Regions from separate parts of the Sus scrofa genome. Here region 1 is linked to region 2. Evidence: chromatin contacts called from public HiChIP or PLAC-seq data. All regions are on one chromosome and are shown on one strand. Each heading gives the region's core, a stretch centred on a gene start, on an enhancer-like site or on the middle of the called end of the contact. The rest is flanking DNA. Distances are from core to core; before and after follow the strand shown.

What was found. HiChIP or PLAC-seq counts read pairs in DNA pulled down with a chosen protein or histone mark.
Region 1: a contact with region 2 is called in an H3K27ac HiChIP or PLAC-seq map of skeletal muscle. The contact joins two enhancer-like sites. A contact is called at or near these places in 1 of 47 Hi-C or Micro-C datasets (liver) and 1 of 2 datasets of contacts at active chromatin or transcription factors (skeletal muscle).

The regions. Positions count from the first base shown.
Region 1 is chr4:18,431,436-18,436,325 of Sscrofa11.1, reverse strand. All of the region lies in intron 3 of SNTB1 (beta-1-syntrophin), which reads right to left. Among named protein-coding and RNA genes, the nearest start is that of SNTB1, 150 kb to the right of the region's middle. Within about 2 kb of position 2,900, at least 17 of the 83 cell types and tissues checked have an H3K27ac peak or open chromatin away from gene starts, as enhancers often do. A contact at or near this core is called in skeletal muscle, where this site is marked.
Region 2 is chr4:18,193,501-18,198,621 of Sscrofa11.1, reverse strand. No RefSeq gene overlaps it. Among named protein-coding and RNA genes, the nearest start is that of SNTB1, 93 kb to the left of the region's middle. Within about 2 kb of position 1,336, at least 13 of the 83 cell types and tissues checked have an H3K27ac peak or open chromatin away from gene starts, as enhancers often do. A contact at or near this core is called in skeletal muscle, where this site is marked.

The DNA of each region.
Region 1 (4,890 bases), core at 1,651-4,150, 240 kb before region 2:
TGGCAACAAGCTTTACCTTCATTCTCAGTCTATATGATTTAGGAGCTTCATGGTTTAAGGGTTGTAGGTGTGATGCAATTTGGCTAAGGCCCAGGATTTCTTCAGGAGTGGTTTTGAGGATTTTGTTTTGTTTTGTTTTCAGGGCCTCACCCACAGCATATATAAGTTCCCAGGCTAGGAGCGGAGTTGGAGCTGCAGCTGCCAGTCACAGCCACAGCAATGCCAGATCTGAGCCACATCTGTGACCTACGCTGCAGCTTGCGGCAACACTGGATCCTTAACCCACTGAGTGAGGCCCCAGGGATTGAACTCATATCCCAATGGATACTAGTCAGGTTTGTTACCACTGAGCCATGACAGGAACTCCAGACGTAATTGTTAAGATGATCTTTTTTTCTCATCCTCACAGAGGGAACAGTTATAATCATGGATCTACTCATGACCACCTTGCTATGAGGAAGACAGGACTTCCAGCAAATGAAGCCAATATAGAGGAAAGCAGAGCTGAGAGATGAGAGACCTGGATCCAGCTGTACCTGACACCCAGCATAGCCTTGTATTTCCTTCCATGTTCCCCTTTTGCATAAGCCAGTTAGAATTGGGTTGTTGGAGTTCCCATCATGGCTCAGTGGTTAACGAATCTGACTAGGAACCATGAGGTTTCGGGTTCAATCCCTGGCCTCCTTCAGTGGGCTAAGGATCTGGCGTTGCCGGTCACAGACGTAGCTTGGATCCTGTGTTGCTGTGGCTCTGGCGTAGGCTGGCTGCTATAGCTCCGATTAGACCCCTAGCCTGGGAACCTCCATATGCCTTGGGAAAAGACAAACAAACAAACAAACAAACAAACAAACAAAACCTGGGTTGTTTTCAAATACAACTAAAAGTCCTGACTCATATACACTGATCACAAATAGGTCACAGTTTCTACGAGCTTCGAGTTTCTTCATTTTCTATAAAATAGGGATGATGATGATGTTGAAGAAAGTGCTAATGATGATTGTAATGAAGGTGATGATGATAATAACCTTTATGGGGTTACTAGCGAATCAAATGAGATAATAACTGTGAATGCGCTTTGAGACTTATAAATCCTGATGTTAGTCATTGTCCGTTAAGCTTCTGGCATATTTTAAGACTCTGTTGCTGGTTCGGTTACTGGGAGAAGGAACTTTATTAGTGGGTACAGGGCTTATATATTATCTTGACATACAGGTACATCTAAGCAAGTTAGCTTTCTCTTAGCTACACTATTAGTGAAAACACAGTCATTCCTATTAAAACAGAACATCCCCAGTACATTTCTCGGGTTACAAAATGGAGTTGGGAATATGCAGTGATTTCTTTACACATGCCCGTCAAACTACGCTGTGAGTATGTGTGAGTATTCCAGACACTCGCAGTGTTCAGCATGTGTTGGGTGCCCTAGAGGCAAGTAGAGCACATGTTTCCTGTCCTTTAAGAAGCTCAATATGTGTCAAATGTTGAATCATATCTCCTCCAATTCACATCTACCCAGAAACTCAAAATGTGACTCATTTGAAAACAGAATTTCTGCAGAATTCATCAAAGGAAGGATGATGATAATCTACCCCTGGATGAGGATGGGTCCTAAATCCAATGAGAGGGTCATCAGAACAGACAAACACAGAGGAGAAGGCATGGGGAGGACGCAGGCAGACTGCAGTGATGTCTCCCAGGCCAAGGATGGCCTGGAATGGTTTCTGCTTTACGGCCTCGGGACGGAATCAACTCTGCCATTTCCTTGATTTCACCCTTCTTGCCTCCACGGCTAAAAGAGAATACCTACCTATCTGCTGTTTTCAGCTTTCCAGCGTGTGCCCATTTTGTTACGTCCTTCCTAGAAAACTCACTCACCATGGAACTATCTTCCTGTGCACAGATGAATGAGGACCATGCTGGTGTTTAAAATATACGGATGCTGGAGTTTCCATCATGGCTCAGCAGTAATGAACCTGACTAGGATCCATGAGGATGCGGGTTCGATCCCTGGCCTCACTCTGTGGGTTAAGGATCCAGCATTGCCTTGAGCTGTGGGGTAGGTCGAAGATGTGGCTGGGATCCTGAGCTGCTATGGCTGTGGTGTAGGCCGTCAGATGTAGCTCTGATTTGACCCATGGTCTGGACTTCCTTATGCCATGGGTGTGGCCCTAAAAAGCAAAGTAAACAAACAAACAAACAGATACTTAAAGGAACCTGTAAGATGCAGATGACTCAGAAGTATGGCAGTCGTGCTTCCATTTCAACACACATTGCTACTAAAGAATGTTCTCCTCGGCAAAATAATCTAACTTCTATTCACATTTAATTCTATAGCCCAGAAAGAAAAAGGGAACCCTTCTGAAATGAGCGATATACATAAAATACCTGGAAGCATGCTGGCCCACAGTAGGTCTACACTCAATAACTCAAAGTGGTTTCTGCTTCCTGCTTGGTGGAAAAAAGAAAAAACATCTAGACAACTTCTTTGAGAGCTAATGAGTCCTGAATTTCTAGAACTGGGCAAGAGGAGGGAGGGAAGGAGGGAAGGAAGGAGAGAAGGAGCAATAAAGTCAGGCTAGCTGATTGGAGCTATTTTCAGCAGACCAGTCTTTTATAACTCCTGTTTTCCTCCCCCGTTGAACTGACCACTGCTTGATGAATTGTGTTTATCTGTAGTTCAGCGATAAAGTTCTCTTTTAATTCCCTGCTGAATAGAAATATTTAGGGCAATGCCACAGCTGTGTTTATTCTCACACTCCACCACAGTTATGTAAATACTGCCTATGGAACTATTTCTGATAAAGGCCCGTACCAACCCTGAGGAATTATACACTCTCTAGATGTCTGCCAAGATGAGCCGTTTCCACCCAGCTTGGCACAGCCTCTGAATGATATCACAGCTTCTCAGAGATCATTTGGCAAACCTCACAATAAAAGAGTAATTTTCTTCCCCTCTCACTCTCTCAAAAGCTCCCATGGAGCCAAATAATATTTCCCGGCATCCTCTACTTCCCCTGTTCAAAAACACGGGGTTGACACATAAAACCTGGAGCCTCTGAACACAATATTAATAAATAAAACAGAACTTGCAACCTGGCAACAAAGGTTTCAAGTGACCTTTCCTCTCCAATGTGAAGCTGGAGAAAACACAGATGAAGGTGGCCAGGAGGATGTGGCCGGTGGGCCTGTAGCAACTACTGGGAATCAAGGGGAACTCAAGCCACATGGCCAGTGGTCCACAAATCTGTGACTTTGGTACTTGATAAAACACTTCCTGGAGTTCCCTTGCGGCACAGTGGGTTAAGGATCTGGCATTGCCACTGCAGCACCCGGAGTCACTGCTATGCTGCGGGTTTGATCCCTGGCCCATGAACTTCCACATGCCATGCGCATGGCCAAAAAAAAAAAAAAAAAAAAAAAACCACCCCAAAACAACTTCCCAACAGACAAATACACAGCATACCTTTAACAGTGGCTAACTCTAGATAGAGGAATTTTGAGGAGTTTTATTTCCACTTTTCTAGAATTTCTAAATTTCTTTTTGCAATGGAATCAGAAAAAAAATACTAGAGAAAAAACTTAAGAATGCTTGCACACCTTTTGCAATAATGTTGTTAGTGAAATAATCATGAGGGGGAAAAATAGTCTTATGTGAAAAAGACAACGCTAAAGAAAAAATATTCTTTTTTAAAAATCCTCCACTTGGTTGTAACTAAAAGACTTTAAAGAGATAAAAATATGGATAGTAATAATATTTTTAATGAGATGAGTGTTTGTCTTGTGGGAATGGAAGCTCCACCACTAAATGAGTTTATTTCCCTCATTTTATCCTTATCACCAACCTGTGAGGTGAATGGTATTAATGTGTCTACCCATGTTGAGAGGATGATGTCTCACAGGGGGTGGCTTGTTCCATCTTTCAGTTAATAAGAGGCAAAGCCAGAACTGGAACCCAATTTCATCGAATTGCAAAACTTGTGTCTTTCTTTTTTTAATCCTTTTAAGGCCACAACCGTGGCATATGGAGGTTCCCAGGCTAGGGGTCGAATCGGAGCTACAGCTGCTGGCCTACACCACAGCCACAGCAACACAAGATCAGAGCGGCGTCTGTGACCTATACCATAGCTCTTGGCAATGCCGAATCCTTAACCCACTGAGCGAGGCCAGGGATCAAACCCACAGCCTCTTGGTTCCTAGTTGGATTCTTTTCCTCTGCGCCACAACGGGAACTCCTGCAAAGCCTGTGTCTCAATCATTATGTTCCATTTAGTAGGATGTCTTGAAAGTGTGGCCTGTTGCTTCAAAGAGTAGAGAAATTTTTCACGTTGGTTGTTGCTCCAATATCTTTTGAACACTCTTCCTGCGTATTTGGAAAGTTTTCCAAACTGAGTTGAGCTTCCCCATGGTGTAAGCCAGGACACACATTCTCAGCCTTCCTTGTTGCTAGGGCACAGAGCACTCACTCAAAATGGCAATTCTGAAGGCGGCCATGTGAGAAAGTAGCTGTGCACAGAATCCATCTTTTGGCAAATATGGTGGTGGAGGCATCTAGTGCTTAACTGCAGCTATGGGAGAGCTTAGCCAGTGCCAGGTTGTTACTGGTACCTGCTGAGACAGTTGTGTGGGCTGTGGGATGGTTCTCAAGAGGTGGCGACAGAGGCATTTTTCCTAGAACAGCCTTCACAATGTGGTTGGATATTGAGCCTGGCTAACTGAACTCTGGGAGACATGTGAGCACCCTAATATCCTTAGCGTTGATTCTATCACTTAAAGCTACGGTCCCCAGGAGTTCCCATTGTGGCTCAGTGGTAATGAACCTGACTAGTACCCATGAGGATGAGGTTCGATCCCTGGCTTCTCTCAGTGGGTTAAGGATCCGGCATTGCCGTG
Region 2 (5,121 bases), core at 87-2,586:
AATGTCACCATATGGACACTGACCCAAGAGGCGGGATGGGCAGATGAAGCTTCTATAACAGCCTATGCCCCAGGGGAAAGACCCCTCCTACATTCACAGTGGCTCTTACCGCGCAAGTGGCAGCTGACCACAGCAGCTGCATTGAGCCCGGACTCTTCTTGGGCTCATGGCTTTGGTGGCCAGGGGGGCATGCGGTAGCACAGCAGGATGCTTGGGTAGTGAATGAGCCAAGGGTGCCTGATGGCTTTTACTCTGAAATAGAGGCAGCTGCAGCTGCATTGAAAGTGTGCAGCCACCGTGGGACTAAATGGCTCTCCTCTCTGCAAAATCGCGGCTAAATATTTGACCTGGGGAAGGCCTGCAGGAGAGTGGTAGCCTGAAAGAGGCCAGAAGAAACTTCTGAAGATGACAAAGAGGGGGCTGGAGCTGGAGCTGGAGAGGTTTAATTTCATTCAAATATTCAAATAGCTAGGTTTGACATTATTTGGTATCCTACATGGGTGAAGAAGAAAGTGTACACCTATCACTGCCTCTCTCCTCAGAATATTCACTGAGGTACGTATTATTAGCTATGTTTTGTGGATCAAGAAACCGAGGTGGAAAAAGATTAAGTGACTTGCTCAAGGTCATGTGGTTGGCAAGTAGGTGGCTACCAATTTGGCCTGTAAGATGTGTTTTCACTGCAAATTGCAGCATCTCTTCTTCAGACCAAGCCTGAACGTGCTAAGTTAACATGTAAGTGCCCAATTTTACCAGAATGAATTATCCATCCCTTTGGGCCATCTGATAACCAGAAGAAGCACATAGCTTGGCAAGGAGACCCTATTGTTACTGCATTTTGTAACAGGCATTATTCGGGTAGAGCAGGATGACCTAAGATGTGGAATGAGATTGCTCCAATGTCTAGGAGCTGCTCCTCTATCCTTTTTTTTTTTTTTTTTTTTTTTAATTTGGCTACACTTGTGGCATGCAGAAGTTCCTGGGCCAGGGATTGAACCCGTGCCACAGCTGTACCCAAAGCCACAGCAATGACAGTGCCAGATCCTTAACAAGTGAGGCCCGAGGGAATTCCATATTCTTATCCTTTTTAGAACACTCAGGTCAAGTGCGGTTAGGCTAGCATAGCAGAATAAAAGTTCACTTGCCTTATAGGCAGCTATTGGCAGGAAGCCCAGCTAACTACGTTCAGAGGCTAACTCAAAAACTGTTTCAGGGGTTGCCAGCAGCAATGAAATGATACTAGGCATGGTTTCTGAACTTGAAATTATAACAGTCCTGTAGTCAGTGACCCTTTATGTGCCTCACCATGAACTCCCTTCTGAGAAAAGCTTACACAACTACTTACTTCAGTGTTTGCCGACTCGGATGCCTACAAGGGTCAGGCCTGTGAATAAATGAGTGAAGCTAGTTTGACAGCAGGGAGATTTCAGGACTGTGTTGAACTGACAGCTTCTGGGACTTTAAACAGGTCACTCAGTACTCAGTATTGGTTGACCGTTAGTGTTTTCTGACACTCCAATTTTTTAAGGGTGGCTGGAAATCTGGGTTTTTAATATGAAAACATTCTATTTAAAAATGTCGGTTGAACATTAAATTGAAAACAAAACTGCATGAGTCAAAACTGTGCAAATCAAAGCAAACCTATCTGTGGCTGGTTCCAGTCTCCATGTTGCAATCAGCACCCTGCACAAAGGTTTCCTGCTTCACTTGCAGCACCACTGTGCCGCCTCCTGCCCCCTGCTGACTGGAGAGGAAATGGCCCTGGGGCGATGGAGTTCTCTTTAGCTTCCCCCAGAAAGGACTGGTGGGAAGCCCAGTACTGGAAGGTCACTGTTTAGCTCAATCAGATTCTTGCTCTCCTGGAACTGGATCAGAAGAAAGAGAGAGTTAAGTCATAGTAACAGGAGGAGAAGAAGCATATCCGGAGACTCACCAAGAAACCATATTCACAGAGCATTCAAACTGGGTGCCTGCTGCTGAGAGGCCGATCACATGATGGAGTGGCTAGCGCTTTTGCTGTGTACAGTGGATGACTAGAGCTAATGCTGTTTTCTGAATGATCAACAGATTTTTCATACTGTCCTGTTGTATCTTTACAATACAACCGACTGTACAAGGTAAACCTGAGTATGTCTGGGAATCCTGTAATTTCAGAGATGCTGATCAATGCCACAGCCTGTGGCCTCATACATATATTCGTTTGTAGAAGAACAACCATTCTTCCTCACAACAATTGCCTCTGATGAACATGTGATCCTGCCCCTCTTGCTGATTGGATAAGCCAGAAATACCTCTGCCAAGTTGAACCAATCAGATTCTATACCATAGTCATGTTGGATCATTCAGGAAAAAGGCCTGAATAGATAATATAAGCTCAGGACTTGAGGCTCTTCTGATGAGATGGCCATTGCTAGTAAAATTCATTAAGACAATTTACAAAGTCCAGCCAGAAGTGACTTCTGCTTCCTTTTCTAGCCTCATCACTCATCTATCTCCCTAGAAACATCCCGGCCTTCTTTCAGGTTGATACAAGGCTGTGATTGTACTGCCTCAGGGCCTTTTCATGTGCTATTCTTTCTTCCCAATGACTAGTTAGCCCCTATGAGGACTTTCAAATCCTAGCCCAACGGTCACTTCTTCAGGGAGATCTATTCTTTTTTTAAAATTTTTAAAATAATAGTTGATTTACAACATTCTGTTAATTTCTGATATACAGCAAAGTAACCCAGTTATTTATATATATATACATATATATATATACTTATATTTATATACATTCTTTTTTTCACATTATCCTCCATCATATTCCGTCACAAATGATCAGATATATTTCCTTGAGGGAGATCTATTCTTAAACTTCAAATTAGACCAGAGCCCCGCATTCTCCCCTGGCCCTCATTACACACTTTTGTGGCACTATAGATTTTCTATTTCTTTATAACCTGAGTTCATTATGGTTTTCCTTCCTGTATCCTTTCCTTATCACAAAAGTAGTTAAGAGTATTACTCTGGGGTCATATTTTTTTGGCTCAAGTCCTGGTTCTACTATTGACTAGGTAGGTGACTTTGAACGTGTGACTTTGAACGTGTGACTTAACCTCTCAATCTTAGTTTGTTCACCTACAAAATGATAGTAATAGTAGCCAGAAGGCTTCCTATATTCTCCTTTGGGACAGCCATTGAGTTTGAGTGATATTTCCATCTTTTTGTCTGTCCTCATCTTAGTCTTGCAGAAGACTAATGCTTTTTGGAATGTCCATTTAAATGTTTTCATTCATAGGATTTCTTTCTGCTCTTAGGTAAGAAAAGAGGTTCTGAGCTCAATGTCTCAAGAAAATGATGGCACGTCAGAAGGAGAAACAAAGAGTCTTTCTTGATATTTGTATTTCAAAAGTCTGGGCCTTCCAAGAGAATCTAAAAAGATGTGCATGAACAGATTATCCCAGAGATTTGTGAAAATGCAAAGGAGGAAAGAGCTATAAAGAGCCCTACTGAGTTTCCTTGTACTGTCTGGCATAGGTACAAAGAATGACCATGAGTGATTGGGACATTAGCCAGGAAAAAGTCTGTGATCAAGAATGGAGATGATGGATTCCTAACGTGAATGAATCAATGACTGAAGACAGGGAGGGAGACCAAAGAGGGGAAACAGCTCAATCGATGCCTGTGAGGTTAAATAATAAATCAAATCAGATGCTCTCACCGCAGTGATACAGTAGCACTCCCTAAAGTTCCTTCAAATTAGAGTTAAGAGAGAGACTCCTCAATTCCTTAAGGTTAGCCCCCCCCCCCCCCGTAATATGGGAACTTGCAATAGGAATAAAGTTGAGAAATTAAAACAAACGAAGAAAACAGGAGCTTCCTTTGTGGCTCAGCGGGTTAAGAACCTGACTAGCATGTATGAGGATTCAGGTTTAATCCCTGCCCTCGCTTAGTAGGTTGAGGATCCAGCATTGCTGCAAGCTGCATAGTCACAAATGTGCCTTGGGTCTGGACTTGCTGTGGCTATAGTGTGGGTTGGCAGCTACAGCTCTGATTTGACTTCCTAGCTTGGGAACTTCCATATGCCATAGGTGTGGCCCTAAAAAGACAAAACAAACAAACAACAACAACAAAAAACCAAACTTATTTCTCACACATTTAAACACATTTAAACATTTAAACACATATTTTCTAAGGAGAGTATATGATGAGGTTGTCTTGGCACCATTTGATAGAAAGCTTATCTTTTTCATGCGGTTCACAATAGCTACTCCAGAGGTACCCAGACCACGTACAGTCCCTTGAGTTCATCCTTTCCTGGACAGTCTCATCAGCAATGACAAGGGTGATGGGTAACTACACCTTGTTAACATTAATGACAACTCTGGCAAGGAAGGCCACTTGGGACCACTTCCCTGGATGAGTGACTGGGTTTGTGGTAGGCACTTTAGAATTTATGAACTCCTTTTAGATAGGGTATCCTTCGGCCATAAAGCTTTGAGGATAGAGACAGGACATTTAAGTGGATTAAGATTCATAATGTAGAGTCCCATTGGGTGCTTCAATTAATTTCATATAGGTTTTTGTAGTATTTTTAGGAGAGCATTGTTAGAGATTTGGCACTGTGTGTTGGGGGGACTTTGAGGCAAGGATAGGTGCCCATAAGGTGTAGGTTTCAAATCATAAGGTTGGGCAGAGTGGATAAATCATAGTTTAATTATTGCTATGTTAATAGATTGAGGATGGTGAAATTTCTGGTCTTCTTGGTGAGGCCAGATGATAATTGAACAGAAACTTATATAAAATAGAAAGCAATTAAGAGAGTGAACCATGTGCATGAAGGCTAGCTGAAGGATCTGGGAATATTTACCCACAAGAAAGAGAGCTCCAGGTGATACAATTGCCAGATTCAAATATTCAAAAGCCTTGGAAGAGAGATTACATATATTTAGTATGGCCCTAGGCCAAATCTAGGTTCAGTAGTTAGCTGCTGTAGAAAGGCAACTTTTAACTCACAACCCAGAGCAGGAACTCAAATGTCTGAGATGTTGGAGGATTGAATGGGCTGAATTCATGGCCAAAAAAGGAAGTCAAGCATAGGTTGGCAGCAATATCATAGAAACAAAGTGGTGCAGTGTA